2 separate regions of the Danio rerio genome follow, and region 2 is linked to region 1. A link is a contact called in public Micro-C data. All regions are on one chromosome and are shown on one strand. The core of a region is the stretch at or near the end of the contact, and the rest is flanking DNA. Distances in the headings are between cores, read along the strand shown.

Evidence for each region. Hi-C and Micro-C count contacts between places; a contact is called where the count stands out from the background.
Region 2: a contact with region 1 is called in a Micro-C map of caudal fin, with 9 times the contacts expected there. The contact joins two enhancer-like sites. A contact is called at or near these places in 1 of 18 Hi-C or Micro-C datasets (caudal fin) and 1 of 4 datasets of contacts at active chromatin or transcription factors (caudal fin).

The regions. Positions count from the first base shown.
Region 1 is chr17:23,517,497-23,520,773 of GRCz12tu, reverse strand. mrps5 (mitochondrial ribosomal protein S5) reads left to right here. Exons shown (of 11, transcript NM_001076596.1): 6 at 2,091-2,181. Among named protein-coding and RNA genes, the nearest start is that of zgc:101772, 11 kb to the right of the region's middle. Within about 2 kb of position 2,008, at least 1 of the 62 cell types and tissues checked has an H3K27ac peak or open chromatin away from gene starts, as enhancers often do. A contact at or near this core is called in caudal fin, where this site is marked.
Region 2 is chr17:23,879,275-23,882,122 of GRCz12tu, reverse strand. No RefSeq gene overlaps it. Among named protein-coding and RNA genes, the nearest start is that of edaradd, 10 kb to the left of the region's middle. Within about 2 kb of position 1,487, at least 6 of the 62 cell types and tissues checked have an H3K27ac peak or open chromatin away from gene starts, as enhancers often do. A contact at or near this core is called in caudal fin, where this site is marked.

The sequences.
Region 1 (3,277 bases), core at 759-3,258:
ATCCTATGGCACTTCCAGTAAAGACTAGGGGTATAACCCCAATGTTCAGGCCAAATTCCCTCCATCAGCCCTTAACGATCATGGCCTCCCAATCACCCCCATCCACCAAATAGTCTCTCCACTCCACCTATAGTTGGTGTGTGGTGAGCGCACTGGCGCCATTCTCCTCTGGCTGCTGTTGCATCATCCACGTGAAAGCTACACACTGGTGGTGTGGAAAGACCCCCTCATGTTTGTGAAGCGCTTTGGGTGTATGGCCATACATAATAAATGTGCTATATAAATACACATTACATACATTTCAATAACAATACGAAAAAATTCTGTAAGAATTGTAAATTAATGCTTTAAATTTATTAAAAGTTACAGTAAATACTTGTTACAAAATAGTTTTTATAGTTTAATGCTAATTGCAAGCTACAGTCACACATTTTATAACCACAATAACCTATTTGCTTTAAAGCAGTCTACTCTATCTAACAAAAGTCTTGTCGCCTGTCCAGGTGTTAGGAACACCAAATAATAACTTGACTTCTAGGTGATCATTTGGTATCAGAAGTGGCTCATATGAAAGGCAAAGACCTCTAGATTACGCTTATTTCACCAAAATAAAATATGATCATGACTTGATTTTTAATCATCTCTCAAAGAAAGCATTCTCCCAGAGTGACTCCCAGAGTTCATCAAGATTCTTTGGATTCATCTTCAATGCCTCTTGCATCATCTTACCATGCTCAATGATGTTCATGTTAATGATGTTCATGGGCTGGCCAATCCTGGAACACCTTGATCTTTTTTGCTTTCAGGAACTTTGTGGAGGCTGAAGTATGAGAAGAAGTGCTATCCTGCTGAGGAATTTGCCCTCTCCTGTAGTTTGTAATGTAATGGGCTGCACAATTGTTTTGATACCTCAGGCTGTTGATGTTGCCATCCACTTTGCAGATCTCTCACATGCCCCCATACTGGATGTAACCCCAAACTATGATTTTTTTTTCCTTTTTAAACATCACTGATTTCTGTGAGAATCTTGGATGCATGCGGGTTCTAGTAGGTGCAGTAATTTTTATGATTCATCTGAAAAATCTACCTTCTGCCAATTTTCCAAATGATCGACTAGAAGTCAAGCTATTATTTTTTGCTCTTACAACTAGGATCGATGACAAGACTTTTGTCAGGTTGTGTACTGTATAAAAAAACTATAAATGAACCGAAAAATTATTTTATGTTGAATATATAAGGACGACCCTTGGCAGTTTAACGCATGAGTGCCATCATTGGCATTAAAATGTACAACACCTAGCACATGCATTTTTAGAATGTAGGTGTTTTTTTATTATTCATTTCTCTTAGTATTTTAATATATGCTCTCTCCTGCAGCAATTATCCTCACACAACCTGGTATATTTAGTTATCTACTATATGAGAGCAAAACATTCTAAGTGAACTGTGCAGTGTGGGTAAACAATGTAAACTGCCTGGTGGGCTGCGCAGTGGCACTTTAATTTTAATTATTTATTTTTCCGGCAGAATAATAGTTTGTATGAAAAGGAGATGTGACTACAAGCGCTGGTCTTAAGTGAGGCTTTCTGCATTTGCAGCACTTCAAAAGGTTGCCAGCTGCTGGTTACAGACACATTGTAATAAGCTATGTATCTTTTTAGAGATACTCTGTAACGTCCACTGAACATGTTTTGATTCTCGCCAGTGGGTGGCTTTTTCTTGCACAAAAATGAGATCTTTGTGCTGATCTTTTGCAGCTCATCATGTCAATAATACTCCTACAGCAGATGTTACATAAGCAATTGCAGTAAGGAGAAGAATGCTTTTATTCTCTATAAGTACTTTATGTTATACAGTTACACACACACATCTGCTGCCTGTGCACACACAGAGAGGTTGTGTATGTGTATGTGTGTGTGTGTTTGTGTGTGGGACAGACTGCAGTATTTTAGACACGTTTCAGTGGAGCATATTATAATTTAACAGTAGGTTTCTACTGCCTCCTGCTGGCTGCGTCAGGGAAGTACATGTACAGTATCTGATTCACTGCAGTTATTAACAATTAAATGTAATGTTTGTTTGATTGACAGCTCAAGAGTGTGTTTACTGTTACACCCAAAGAGAGCAGGAAGAGATCCATCAGTGCTTTGGTGGCAGTGGGCAATGGAAATGGAGTCGCAGGTAAATTTGATGGAAACAATTATAATAAAGACAATTATTATAAAGACAGTACATGAAAATGGTTAGTCTTTCTGGATTTACAAGATTTATTTGGGACGGGTTTGAGTGAAATGTTGATTTTTGTTTATTATATAAAAGTCTTAGATTTTTATTTCAAATGCAAATATTAAACATTAATTTAAAGATTTTTTTAAAGAAAATATCAATTGACCATAATTAAAAATGTTTTTATGTGATATAATTAAAAATCAGAGAGAGAGAGAGAGAGAAATATCATGTATTATTATTTTTTATAATGTTAAATAATAATTATTTAGATAATAAATGTAATATTTGTTTATTAATATTAGTTTATTATTATAAATATAAATATAATATTATTTTTATCACGTATGTTGTGTATTGGGCGACACAATGGCTCAGTGGTTAGCACTGTTGCCTCAGAGTAAAAAGGCCGCTGGTTTGCATCCAGGCTGGGTCAGTTGGCATTTCTGTATGGAGTTTGCATGTTATTGTATGGGTTTCCTCAGGGTGCTCTGGTTTCCACCACAGTCCAAATACATATGGTATAGGTGATTTTAATTGACTAGTGTATAAGTGTGTCTGAGAGTATATGGATGTTTCCCAATACTGGGTTGCAGCTTGAAGGGTATCCACTGTGTAAAACATATGCTGGGTAAGTTGGCGGTTCATTCCCCTAATGAATAAGGTAAGTAAGTAAGAATAAGGTAGTAAGCTGAAGGAAATTTAATAAATGTATATTGTGTATTCTAATATATGAATATATTTTTCACTTTAGTTTTTGTAATGTTTTTTTGTTATTGCCACTCTTTATTTATTTATTTATTTATTTATTTATTTTTTAAATTAAATTTGCAGGTTTTGCTGGTTCCAATTCAGAAATTTTCATTGCCAATCTCAAGCCAATTGTAATCATTTGTTTTGGTTCAATTTGCAATTTCCCCAACCATTGCAGAGCCGGGGGGAATAGAGTGAGCGCTCCAGCTTGGCCCCACCCTGTTCCATTATTGCCACTCTCAACAGTGACCTTTATGTCTAAAAGTACAAAATATATAATAATTATACATATTTAAAT
Region 2 (2,848 bases), core at 238-2,737, 360 kb before region 1:
TTTGTATTTACACCATTTTGTGTGTTGCCCACTTTAGGTGCAAATGTGTGGCTGGAGAGCTCTGTTTTATGTACAGAATTGTGAGGCTTTTCTATAGCAGAATCATATTTCACATGCAGAATATTGTCTGAGTAAAAAATCTATTAATAGTGTGAGCGTGACAACAGAATAGTACTGCAGAGTGTAGACTGGACAGCAGTGCTCCACTTACAGAAAAAGTGACTGAGCAAAAGAGTGTTCCATATGCAGATCATTTCTCACTCACACCATAGTGACAGAGCAGAATAGTGTGCTACTTATAGAACAGAGAAAGAGCTCGGTAATCTTCCATTACACAGAACAGTGAAAGAGCATCACGGAGATCTTCATATAGAATAAGAGCATGATAGTTTTGTACTTAGAGAAAAGTGAAAAAGAACATAGTCTTCTACTTATAGAATTATGACAGAGCATGATAGTGTTCACCTCAGAGAACTATAATAAAGAACAATAGTGCTGTTCTTATAGAACAGTAAGAGGGTGTTTTACTTACAAAATAATGAAATGTGCTATATCAATCTACTTACGGAGCAGAATTATTGCTGTATTTATAGAATAGTGACATGGCAGAAAAGCTTTTAACTTATAGAATAGGTAGTGTTCTGCTTATAGAATTATGGCAGCGCAGAATAGTGTTTCTTCAGCTTGTAACAAAGCTGTAATTTGTGTGTGTAAAATAGTGTAATTTGGTAAAAATAAAGTATACAGTTCTCATAATGTTTTATTATGTACCATGTTTTAAATTTGCTATATAGGACTTAAAAATTAATATAAATAAATAAATAAATAAATAAATAAACAAATAATTTTTTTTTAGTTATGTACATGTTACATTTATATGTGTAAACACACACACACACACACACACACACACACACACACACACACCAGACTTTTGTTTTAGGTACACCTAATAGTACCGGGTTGAACTCCCATTTTCCTTAATCCTCCATGGCATCACTTCAACAAGGTACTGGAAATATTCCTCAGATATTTTTGTCCATATTGACATGATAACATCACGCAGTTGCTGCAAATGTCCGCTGCACATTCATGATGTGTAAATTGTAGCGTCAGTTTCTTCTTCTTAGCTGACAGGAGTGGCACCTGGTGTGGTACAGTCTGGAACCAGTCTGGCCCATCTCCTCTGTCTTCTGACGTCAACAAGGCACTTGCACTCACAGAAATGCCGCTCACAAGATATTTTCTCTTTTCAGACCCTTCTCTGTTAAGCCTTGAGACAGTTGTGCATGAAAATCCCAGTAGATCTGCTGTTTCTGAAATTCTCAGACCAGACCTTCTGGGACCAATTGTATAGAATAAATTGTATAGAAATATTAAAAATGATTTTATTTACCTGTTGAGACCAGGACCGGGTGTGCCTCATGTTTTCTCCTGAAAATCAAGCTCCAGGCTCATGATCGCCCCCTGGTGGCTGGATGCAGCACACGTCTCTGCCCTCTCCAGGTAAACCATATATTTACATTTCCGATAAATCTCCCACGCTGATAGTGGTTCCGATGTCAGTTTTTGTGCTGAGTAATTTTTAATGTTATAAAAACGAGGAGTTTTATCGTGATTGACATTTATTGACAGTCTCTGAGCGGACTGTCAGAGAGCTTTGAGAGGAGATTGAAGCAATAACCAAGTATTATTTATTACAGTCTTTGCTCGAAACCGTGCTGACAGTCTGTGTATTTGATGGTTGAGCTTCAGAAACCAGGTGCTTTGTCAGTTTCAGTTTCACCTAAACTCACAATCACATAAAGAACCATTTTAGCATAACAAGTGTCCCTCAAGATAATACAGTTTTAAACAGAACTATTGTGTTAAAAACCTTTAAAGAACCATCTTACAAGAATACGTTAGTGACACTCACAAAAAGGTGCTGTAGGCCTATGCAGTACAAAATGTTGACAAAGCAAGATCATTCAGCAATAATGAGTAAAAAACACTTACTTGATCATCTGAGCTCTTTTATGACTCTTTGGTTCTTCAATCTCTTTCCTCCTCTTTTCCTCTATAAATGTTAATGTTGGCTTCACTTCACTGAAGTGAGGTATTAGATGTATCCATGTAGAAAGAGAACATCAATACACATCTTAGGAAAGTGGCAAGCAGAGTAATTAGTGCCTCACTATGTACTAAACGTCCCATTGTTTAAAATGGCAGGCCATGGTGTGATGTACAGTACAGCCTGCAATGGCCTGTTTTCATTGCTGAAATGGGCCGTTAAACAGCAGAGGGTTTGAGAGGAGGGGAAACCTAAATGAAAGCCAGTGGCTTCTGTTAATCATGTGCTAATGAAACTTAGCTCTTCATCTGCAGGGCTAATTACAGGAAAATGAACAAATTTCCAATCATGTCTTATTCATGTGTGTTTTCTTAATCATTTATCATTCACTGAATAACGAGAGAGGGAGAGTTGGTACAAATATCAGCATAGACATCTTGAATTATAAATCAAATTATATTTACATATATACATACACACACAGTTTTAAAAAATGAAGGGAACACTAAAATAGCACATCATAGATCTGAATGTGTTTAATGTGCTGACAAATAAAAATCACACAAAAATTATCAATGGAAATCAAATTTATTAACCTATGTCTGTATTTGGAGCCACACTCAAAAGTGAAAAAACACACAACAAGCTGGTCTAACTTTGATGCAATGTCCTTAAAACAAGTCAAAATGAGGCTCAGCAGTGTGTCCGTGGCCTCCACATGCCTGTATGACTTTCCTACAACACCTGGGAATGCTCCTGATGAGGTGGTGGATGATCTCCATAGGGATCTCCACC